Regions from separate parts of the Oryctolagus cuniculus genome. Here region 2 is linked to region 1. The links are chromatin contacts, called in public Micro-C maps. All regions are on one chromosome and are shown on one strand. The core of a region is the stretch at or near the end of the contact, and the rest is flanking DNA. Distances in the headings are between cores, read along the strand shown. Region 1 has its middle 16 kb from the start of DYNC1H1. Region 2 holds the start of HSP90AA1 (heat shock protein 90 alpha family class A member 1).

The links. Hi-C and Micro-C count contacts between places; a contact is called where the count stands out from the background.
Region 2: a contact with region 1 is called in a Micro-C map of ear pinna, with 3 times the contacts expected there. The contact joins the promoter of HSP90AA1 here to the enhancer-like site in region 1. A contact is called at or near these places in 3 of 6 Hi-C or Micro-C datasets (ear pinna, psoas muscle and an unstated tissue).

The regions. Positions count from the first base shown.
Region 1 is chr20:45,252,010-45,257,208 of mOryCun1.1, reverse strand. No RefSeq gene overlaps it. Among named protein-coding and RNA genes, the nearest start is that of DYNC1H1, 16 kb to the left of the region's middle. Within about 2 kb of position 2,033, at least 8 of the 8 cell types and tissues checked have an H3K27ac peak or open chromatin away from gene starts, as enhancers often do. A contact at or near this core is called in ear pinna, where this site is marked.
Region 2 is chr20:45,356,358-45,361,556 of mOryCun1.1, reverse strand. It overlaps HSP90AA1 (heat shock protein 90 alpha family class A member 1), which reads left to right and starts at 2,280. Exons shown (of 10, transcript XM_051834811.2): 1 at 2,280-2,524; 2 at 2,989-3,150; 3 at 3,241-3,607; 4 at 3,799-4,247; 5 at 4,336-4,501; 6 at 4,633-4,823; 7 at 4,920-5,067; 8 at 5,191-5,199. The coding sequence starts at 2,989.

The DNA of each region.
Region 1 (5,199 bases), core at 784-3,283:
GGCACGAATGTACTTAACCCCGCCGAACGTACACTTGGAGGTGGTTCAGGTGGCACGCGTGCGGCTATGTGCATTTAACCACGGCTTACAGGGAAACCGACCCGACCTAGGGGTCCTTGCCTCCTTCTCACTGTACAACTTACAAACCAAGCGGCAGTCTCCTACGGCCTGGTGAGCTGTCACCTTGCTTTCTTCGCCGGCTCAGCACCCAGCGTTTCACCCTCGCACTTCCAGCGCTGCAAAGCAGGACGGGGCTCTAGGATGTTCACAGAAAGGGCCAGTGCTGTGGTTTAGCAGGCAAAGCCTCCGCCTGCAATTGCTGGAGTCCCATACGGGTGCCAGCTTGAGTCCTGGCTGCTCCACTTCCGATCCAGCTCCCTGCTCTGGCCTGGGAAAGCAGTGGGAGACGCTGCAAGAGTCTGGGCCCCTGCACCCACGTGGGAGACCTGGAAGAAGCTCCTGGCTCCTGGCTTCCGCTCGGCCAAGGCCTGGCTGTTGTGGCCATTTGGGGATGGAACCAGCAGATGGAAGATACCTCTCTCTCTCTCTCTCTCTGTAACTCTGCCTTTCAAATAAATAAGTTTTTTTTTTTTTTTTTTTTTGACAGGCAGAGTAGACAGTGAGAGAGAGAGAGACAGAGAGAAAGGTCTTCCTTTGCCGTTGGTTCACCTTCCAATGGCCGCCGCGGCCGGCGCGCTGCAGCCGGCGCACCGCACTGATCTGAAACCAGGAGCCAGGTACTTATCCTGGTCTCCCATGGGGTGCAGGGCCCAAGGACTTGGGCCATCCTCACAGCAGAGGGCTGGCCTGGAAGAGGGGCAACCGGGACAGAATCCGGCACCCCGACCGAGACTAGAACCTGGTGTGCCGGCGCTGCAAGGCGGAGGATTAGCCTAGTGAGCCACGGCGCTGGTCTCAAATTAATAAGTCTTAAACAAGTTCATGGGAAGTGCTATTATGAACAAGTACGCATGGATTTCAAACATTTTTGCACCCAAATACCCATCTTTTAATTCCATTTTTCAGCTCTCTAGGAATGACACCGGCAGAGAATTTCGGGGAGGGCGCGAGTTCCCCGGCGCCGGTCTGCTGCGCTGGGCGGGGACGGAGCGGCTGTCCGCGGGCCGCCGCGTTCCCCGCGTCCCTCCTGCCTGTTCCCCGCTCCCCGGTCCGGCGAGGCGCCGTGGGCCGCGTCTCCGTCTCTCGAGGGACGAGAGTCGCCTGGCCGCGGACGTGCGGGTCGAGCAGGGGCCAGCTTGGCCCGCTCCGCTGCCCGGCCGCGCGGCCCCGGCCTGGCCCTGCTCACCCACGGGCCTCGCACCGCCGCCGGCTCTGGGGCCCAGGGGGCGGGCGCCGCTTCCCGACCTCGCGCCGGGCCCCACGCAGGGGCCCCGTCCTTTGTCCTCTGGGCGAGGGGACTCGGCTCCGAAGAGCGCCCTACTCCAGGTCACTGTTAGGAGAGTCGGCCGCGTGTACAAGGCCGGCTCGGGGCAGGAAGCCCCCAGCTCCACTGCGCCTCAACCCTACCCGCTCCGAATCGCGCCGCAGGCGAGGCCCTTGCTGCTGGATGCGACAGGCTCTGTCATGTGATCCGCGCCTCGTCACATGACCAGACACCCACTCGATCACGTGCTCGCTGCAGCCAATCCATGCGTCCGGGAAAGAGGCGTTGTGATTGGTTGGTTCTCAAAAAGAGGCGGGACTCTCGGTCAGAAGAAGGAAAGCGCCATCAGGCCGCCCGGCCATGCGCTCCTTGGGCCGCGGGAATCGCGCTCTCGCGAGACTCGAGGGCTCTCGGGCGCCTCCGCGTCCCCCGTTCGCCTTGGGGCGGGCGGGGTTGGGGCAGCCGCGTGTCGGCGGGAGCTGTGGGACTGTGCTCGGCTCCCTGCGGCCTGGGGCGCGGCAGATTCCTCACGGGGCCCCGGCCGGGGAGAATCCGGGGTCCTCTGCCGCGGGACCGGAGCTCCATCCCGGTCTCCGAGCTTCCCAGGCGGACGGGGCGCGACAGCCGGGCCGGGGCCGGCGCTCCTGGGTGGGACGCGAGCGGCCGCGGGCTCGCAGCCCACACCCGGGAGAGCCTGGCCTCCTGCCGAGGCGCACAGCCCCGGGTTCCCGCCGCTCCCGAAGGAGACCTGGTCCCGCTCTGGCTCCTGACCCGCCCAGTGGCCGGGGCTCGCGCTCAGCCTTGCGTGAGGGGTGGGGGCAGCAGCGCCAGGCGTGGAGACTTGTTCCCACGGAGCGCAGGAAGACCGAGCCTGGGGCCGAGGACTGGCCGGGACTCCCGGGGAGGATCCAGCCCCGCACAGGAGGCGCTGAGCCGGGTTCTGGTCCCGCCAGGGTGCGAGAGCCCCAGGGCGCCGGGTGCGCGGAGGCCGGGGAGGCCCGAGTCATCCCGGGGTCCTGCGGGGCGCGCAGGGAGAGCCTGCAGGCTGGTCCCGCCAGGGTGCCAGAGCCCCAGGGCGCCGGGCGCACGGAGGCCAGAGAGGCCCCAGTTGTCCCGGGGTCCTGCGGGGCGCGCAGGGAGAGCCTGCAGGCTGGTCCCGCCAGGGTGCCAGAGCCCCAGGGCGCCGGGCGCGCAGAGGCCGGGGAGGCCCGAGTTGTCCCGGGGTCCTGCGGGGCGCGCAGGGAGAGCCTGCAGGCTGGTCCCGCCAGGGTGCCAGAGCCCCAGGGCGCCGGGCGCGCGGAGGCCGGGCAGGCCCGAGTTGTCCCGGGGTTGCAGGGGAGGACAGGGGACCCCACTCCGAACGTTAAAGTGCCTCGCAGAGTGTCTGGGGAGGGGAGCCGAGCAGTGCCGACGGCTGGGAGGGGAGGCTTGCTTCTGCTGGTTGGTCTTGAAGTGTGGCACGGCGGTGAGAAAGGCCGGCCTCCTGGTTTTGGGCACATCGGTGGTGCAGACGACCCAGGGGAGCGCGCCTGGCGAGGGTGTGTTCTGGGTGCCGAGCACCTGAGTCCCGACCGGGCGTCTGCCCCCAGCACACACGGGCTGCTGGCTTCATCCTGAAGTCCGGGGACAGGGGAGGGCTCCGGAGGGCCAAGCCGGCCTGCGCTTGGGTTCGGAGTGGCTGGTGAGCTTACGGAGCGGGTGCGCGGTCCTCAGGGCCTCGGCCTTCTCATCAGCAAGGCGGGCGCAGTGGCGCGGGTTGGTCCTGGGCGAGTTGCCGAGGCGTGCGCATGCCTGCCGAAGGCCAGCTACCGCAGGTGACCGTGGGTGGTGCCCCCGTCCTCTCCCGGCTTGAAGGAGCCCACTGGTTCTGCAGAAACGCCTCCCACGAGGTACTGTGGGTTTCCTTCAAGTCAGCGTCTGGCTTCGCTGCAGGTGTTGAGAATGCGGCGCTGGGAGAACACGCAGAGACCCACAGCGTCCAGTTCTGGGTCCAGACCAGCCATCCGCGAAACCAGCCGGGGTGTGGCGCTCGGGTGGGGGGGGATCCAGGCGGCCGGCGCCCTCTGGTGGTGGAAAGTGCCGCTGCGGGGGGGGGGGCTGACAGGTCAGTCTGGACCTGGCTCAGTGTTCTGCGAGGGAGCCCCACGGGAGGTGGCTTCTGGGCCGGGAACCGGGACCAGTCTGCGGTGCCCTGTGACAACGCACTAAGAGCACCGGCCAGACTCGGCGAGCTCACACACAACCGAGTGCAGTGGGGCGTGTCCGTCACACCTCTTAGAGCTGTTTTAAAAAATCCTCCCTGCTCCCATGTCTTCCTCAGGGGCTGCCTTGTCTCCCTGTGGCCTCTGCCTTCCCTCGCCTGAGAGGCTGCCTGCAGTGTCCCATGGCCCTCCGTGAAACAGCACCCTCCTGGGCGCCCATGTTCCTTGTACCCCGGTGTCACTTGTCACCACGGACTGGGACCTGGCAGCGGATTTGCCTCTGCAGCCCGCTGTTCTTGGCACCGGCCCCTCTGGGCTTGCAGGCGCACCCTTAGAAGTCCACCCTCAGGGAGGCCTCTCAGACCCACCTCAGGGGGCCCCGCCCCAGCTCGCCCGGGCTCTTCTCATCTCTGATGGTTCCTTGCTGTGCGTTCCCGAACCAGAAAATAAGCCTGTACACAGTAGGTGCATAATAAGGATCCTCCCATTAGTGGCTTCGGCACAGCCCTGCTCAGATCCACGGGACCCCTTGCCCGCTGGGGCAGAGGTCGCCTCTCTCCATCTCTGCTGCTTGCTCTGTCCAGAGCTCCCTCGGCGGCACCGCTGGGGTGTGTGTGTGTGCCCGGGCCAACCACCCACCTGCCTGCCCCTGGTGCTCACGGCTGCGCGCAGGGTCCTCTGTGCCTGGCCTGTGTGCACTGGTGTTGGACTTGGCTTTCCTGGCCCCTCCTGCCTCCTGGCCCAGTGCCCTGCCGCCCCCTGCCAAGTCCTCCCCATAGTATAGCTCCGAGAAAGGGCCTGGCCCTGCTCTAGGAACCACCGACCAAACGGGCAACAGAAACGCACCCGTGGAAGGGTGCTCATTGCCCTCCACTCCCCCAGGCAGAACCGGGGACTCCTGTGCTTCTCCCCGTCCTGGTGCCCACACAGGTAGCAGAGGGCTGCAGATTCTGTTAGACACCAGCTTTGCTACTTGGTAGCAGCAGGTGCATAACCCAGGGCAGGCAGCCAGAGTCTTGGTGACAGGTGGGGACCCCACACCACTCCTCACTCTTCTCTGGTGTGGAATCTCCCACCCTCAGCACTAATAATTTGAGGGTCTTCAATGTCTCGTGGCTCTTCCTCTGATCTGAAACCCTGGTGTAGACTTTAAGATTTATTTCTTTGAATGTCAGAGGAGAGAGAGAGATCTTCCATCCACCGGTTCACTCCAGGGCTGGGCCAGTGGAAGCCAGGAGCCAGGCGCTTCTTCTGGGGCCCAAGCACGGGGGCCATCTTCCATTGCTTTTCCCAGGGGCATCAGTAGGGAGCTGGATCGAAAGTGGAGCACCCGGACATGACCTGGTGCTCAGATGGGATGCTAGCCTTGCAGGCACTGGTTTTACCTGCCACACCACAGTGCCATCTCCTGCATAGACTTTTTCTGGTTTTTTTTTTTTTTTTTTTTTGTCAGGCAGAGTGGATAGTGAGAGAGAGAGAGACAGAGAGAAAGGTCTTCCTTTTGCCGTTGGTTCACCCTCCAATGGCCGCCGCGGCGGCCATTGAGGGGTGAACCAGCAGAAAAGGAAGACCTTTCTCTCTGCCTCTCTCTCTCTCACTGTGCACTCTGTCAAA
Region 2 (5,199 bases), core at 1,031-3,530, 100 kb before region 1:
GGTGGCCCGGGGCAGGCTGCAGAAGAGGAAGGCCAGACAGTGCCCGACGGACAAAGATGGCAGAGCAGGACCACTGTCTTTTTTTTTTTTTTTTTTTTTTTTAAGGCTTTATTTATTAGGAAGGCAGAGTTAGAAGCAGAGAGGCAGAGGTGGGGGTGGGTTCACTCCCCAAATGGCCGTACCAGCCAGAACTGAGCCGATCTGCAGCCAGGAGCTTCTTCCAGGTCTCCCACGGGGGTGCAGGGTCCAAGCACTTGGGCCACTTTCCACTGCTTTCGCAGGCCACAGCAGAGAGCTGGATCGGAGCTGGAGCAGTGGGGGAACTCGAACCAGCATCCATATGGATGCCGGCACCGCAGGCATGGCTTTACTATGACACAGCACCAGCCCCTACAAGTCTTTTAAGATTCATTTGTGGGGCTGGCACTGTAGTGGGGAAGATTAAGCCGCCGTCTGCAGTGCTGGCATCCTATATGGGCGCCGGTTCTTGTCCCGACTGCTCCTCTTCTACCCAGCTCTCTGCTGTGGCCTGGGAAAGCAGCGGAGGAGGATGGCCCAAGAGCTTGGGCCCCTGCACCCACGTGGGAGACCCAGAGGAAACTCCGGGCTTCTGATCGGCCCAGTTCTGGCTGTTGAGGCCATTTGGGGAGTGAACCAGTAGATGAAAACCTTTTTCTGTCTTCCCCCCAACTCTGCCTCTCAAATAAAATCTTTACAAAGAAAAAAAAAGTTCATTTATTTGGAAGGCAGAGGGGAGACGCGGAGAGACGGACAAGTTGAGAGTGACCTTCCGGCCCCTGGAGCACCCCCCAAATGGCCACAGTGGCCAGGTGGGGGCCAGTCTGAAGCCAGGAGCCAGAGCTCTGTCCTGGGCTCCCACGGGTGGCAGGGGCCATCTGCCGCATCAACAGGAAGCCGGGCGGGAAGCAAAAGCAGCTGGATCCAACCGGCACGCTTATCCGGATGCCGCATCCCAAGCGGCGGTTTAACCCACCAGGCTCCAGGGAGGGCAGCTGGGGACCTGCCCCTGCTCTCCGCGCCTCCCCCTCCACTCCTCTCCTCCCCCGCAGGCTGGGCAAACCTGGGCCAGTCACATTCCTCCCCATTCACTTGTAGGAAACGCACATGAGGGCCGGGACCCGCCCGCGGCTGAAGGGGTCTGTTCCCACCTTTGCGACGCTCTGCACGCTGTGGGCTGCGCTCACGCTCCCAAGCGCTCTCCAACCTTCTCCTGGAAGAGCGGGTTTTCCTAGAGACCACGAGGGAGCGGAGCGGTCAGGTGCCTTTAGGTTGGGAGCGTCCAGCTGTTCCAGAGGGCCAGGCCCGTCGAGGGAGGAAGTGGGCCAACAAAGGGAGAGCTGGACACAAAGGCTCCGAGGGCCGGCGCGCTGAGCCGCGGCGTCCTTCCAGGGCAGACCCCGACGCTGACAGTGAGGACCCTACAGCCTGGATGTGGCTCTTATTTTTTTTCTTTTTTAACATTTATTTGAAAGGTAGGGTGAGAGAGGTCTTCCACCCGGAAGTTCACTCCCCAGATGGCCAGGCTGCAGCGTGAGCCAGGGACTCCACGCGGTCTCCCACGTGGGGAGGGCCCGGCCGCCGCCGCCCCCGCCCCGGGCTCCGAGCGCCCCAGTCCCACTTAGACCTGGCCTGGGGCGGCCCCCGGGGCTCCGGCGCTGCACGCCGCTGCTTCTCCGGAAGCGAAAGGCTACGGGTTTCCCGGAACCCCGGCGGCGGCGGCGGCCGGGCGAGCGTGGTTCAGCACCTGGGCACGGGGAGGCCGTGGCATCGGGGAGCCGGCCCGGGGGGCTTCCGCGGCCCTCGCCCTCCTCACGCCCGGCCTCGGGCCGCACCTCTGCGGAAGCCCAGGCGCCGGAACGCAGCCCTCGACCCGTAACCGCCGCCGCAGGCCCGCAGCACGACTCCAAAACCCAGTCCCCAGACACAGCGGACGACCCGGCCCGGCGACCGAAAGCTGGCAAGGCCTGCACCCCAGGCCGCTGCACCTTGCGCGGGCGACTCGTTGGGAGCGGCCCCGAGCTGTCATAACCCACGGGCCATTTTTTGCACATTTCACACTACAAGGGCAGGGACCTCAGGGCTCGACGCCCCCTCCCCCGCCCCGGCTCGCCCGGCGCCGCGAGGACGCATGCGCACGCGCCCGCGCTCGCGCCCGCGCTTGGCGGGCTTAGGAGCCCGGAAGGCGCCGAGCCCGCGCAGGCGCACAGGGGCCGGCGCGAGGGCGCGCGGCGGCGCGGGCGGGCGGGGGGCGCCCGCCGTTCCCTGCGCGGGGTCGTGCGCGAGCCCGGGGCAGGGGCGGGCCACAGCCAGGGCGCAGGCGCAGGCGCGTGGCCGCGGTGGCGGTTGGGGAGGGTTCTTCCGGAAGGTTCGGGAGGCTTCTCGAAAAGGCGCCGCGCGCTGGGCGGGCCCGCCTCTATATAAGGGCGGCGCGGGGGCGGCGCGCCAGTTGCTCCAGCGTCCCGGTGCTGCTGCGTCGCGGAGGCCGTGCGGTTCTTCAGCCAAGGTGAGGGGGCTGCGGGGGGTCTCAGGCCCGGGGGTGTGCGGGGGCGGCGGCGGGGAGCGGGGGCGGCCGGGGGCCCCCTCGGCCGCGGTGCCCGAGCGGCCGCGGTTCGGCCTCCGCGGCCGGGGCCTGTGGAGCCGCCTCCGGCGGGCCGGGGGCGCCGCGAATGTTCTGGAGAGGCCGCGGGGCGGGGGCGGGGCGGGGGCGCCGGTGCGGGGCTGCGGGGGGTGGCGCCCAGCCCCCGGCCGTGCCGTGCCGGCCGCCATGGCGGGGCCGCGGCCCGCGGAGGGCGGCCGGCGGCGGCGCGGGGCGAGCGGGGCCCGGCCGCGGCGTCCGCCCCGCAGCGCGCACGCTCCCGCGCCTGCCGCAGCTCGAAATGAGGTCATCCCTTTGTGAGGCGCCCGCGCCGGCCTCGGGGCGGGCGGCGGGGGCCGTGCGGCGCCTGATGGGCCTCGTGCCCTTGGCAGATGCCCGAGGAGACCCAGACCCAAGACCAGCCGATGGAGGAGGAGGAGGTGGAGACGTTCGCCTTCCAGGCGGAAATCGCCCAGTTGATGTCCCTCATCATCAACACTTTCTACTCGAACAAAGAGATCTTCCTGCGGGAGCTGATCTCAAACTCGTCGGATGTAAGTGGCGGCGGGGAGGAAGGGGCCCTGGCCTCGGGGGGCGGGGGTGGGAGGGCGCCGGCTGGGTGCTGAGGACTTGGGGTCTTCCAGGCTCTGGACAAGATCCGCTATGAAAGCCTAACCGACCCCAGCAAGCTGGACTCGGGCAAGGAGCTGCACATCAACCTGATTCCCAACAAGCAAGACCGAACCCTGACCATCGTGGACACGGGCATCGGCATGACCAAGGCCGACCTGATCAACAACCTGGGCACCATCGCCAAGTCCGGCACCAAGGCCTTCATGGAGGCGCTGCAGGCTGGCGCCGACATCTCCATGATTGGCCAGTTCGGGGTCGGCTTCTACTCGGCGTACCTGGTGGCTGAGAAGGTGACGGTGATCACCAAGCACAACGACGACGAGCAGTACGCCTGGGAGTCCTCGGCGGGGGGCTCGTTCACTGTGCGGACCGACGCAGGTAGGGGGAGGGGCGCTGGGCGTGCTGGCGAGGGGGCCGGGGCTGGCGGGGCCGGCCTCGCGGGGTTCCGCCGCCGCGTTCGCCCGGGCCGGCCTGGCCTCGCGGGGTTCCGCCGCCTCGTTGGCCCGGGCCGTGCTGGCCTCGCGGGGTTCCGCCGCCCCGTGCGACCCGGCGCGCTGGCTTCCCCGCAGGTGAGCCCATGGGGCGCGGCACGAAGGTGGTGCTGCACCTGAAGGAGGACCAGACGGAGTACCTGGAGGAGCGGCGCATCAAGGAGATCGTGAAGAAGCACTCGCAGTTCATCGGCTACCCCATCACGCTGTTCGTGGAGAAGGAGCGCGACAAGGAGGTGAGTGACGACGAGGCCGAGGAGAAGGAGGACAAGGACAAGGAGGAGGAGGACAAGCAGCCCGACGACAAGCCGGAGATCGAGGACGTGGGCTCGGACGAGGAGGAGGAGGAGAAGAAGGACGGCGACAAGAAGAAGAAGAAGAAGATCAAGGAGAAGTACATCGACCAGGAGGAGCTCAACAAGACGAAGCCCATCTGGACCAGGAACCCCGACGACATCACCAACGAGGAGTACGGGGAGTTCTACAAGAGCCTGACCAACGACTGGGAGGACCACCTGGCCGTGAAGGTGAGCGCCCCGCGCCCGGAGGGTGGCAGCCCGGCCCCGGCGCCGTCGCGGTGGTGGTGGTTGGCACCGGGCCTGTGTGTCGTTGCAGCACTTCTCGGTTGAGGGGCAGCTGGAGTTCAGAGCGCTGCTCTTCGTCCCGAGACGAGCCCCGTTTGACCTGTTTGAAAACCGGAAGAAGAAGAACAACATCAAGTTGTACGTTCGCAGAGTCTTCATCATGGACAACTGTGAGGAGCTGATCCCTGAGTACCTGAGTGAGTAGGAGCGGGAGTGAGCCCAGTGTCGCTGGTGATGCCACCATGTCTCGTCCGTCTGCTGGGGGGGGGGGGGGCGGGGTGTGTGTGTGTGTGTGCTTAGACTGAGGGCGCGGTCTCCGCTACCTCAGATTTCATCAGAGGGGTGGTGGACTCGGAGGACCTCCCGCTGAACATCTCCCGGGAGATGCTGCAGCAGAGCAAGATCCTGAAAGTTATCAGGAAGAACTTGGTCAAAAAGTGTCTGGAGCTCTTCACGGAACTGGCAGAAGACAAAGAGAATTACAAGAAGTTTTATGAGCAGTTCTCCAAAAATATAAAGGTGGGTGCAGACACACCGACGGCTGCCAGCTGGGTCCACACTGCCCCGCGGGGAGTGGTGAACCGAAGCCGTTCTCACAGGCGGGCTCTGTTTCAGCTGGGGATCCACGAGGACTCCCAGAACCGCAAGAAGCTTTCCGAGCTGCTGAGGTACTACACGTCGGCCTCCGGCGACGAGATGGTGTCCCTCAAGGACTACTGCACCAGGATGAAGGAGAACCAGAAGCACATCTACTACATCACAGGTAGCCCGCGCGGCCCGCCGGGCGGGGTCGGGTGCGCAGGGACTGAGCCTGCAGCGAGCCAGCCCGGTCCTGCCCCGCTAGCTTGCCTGCTTCCCCACGTGGAAACGTGACGTGACCCTCCAGGTGAGACCA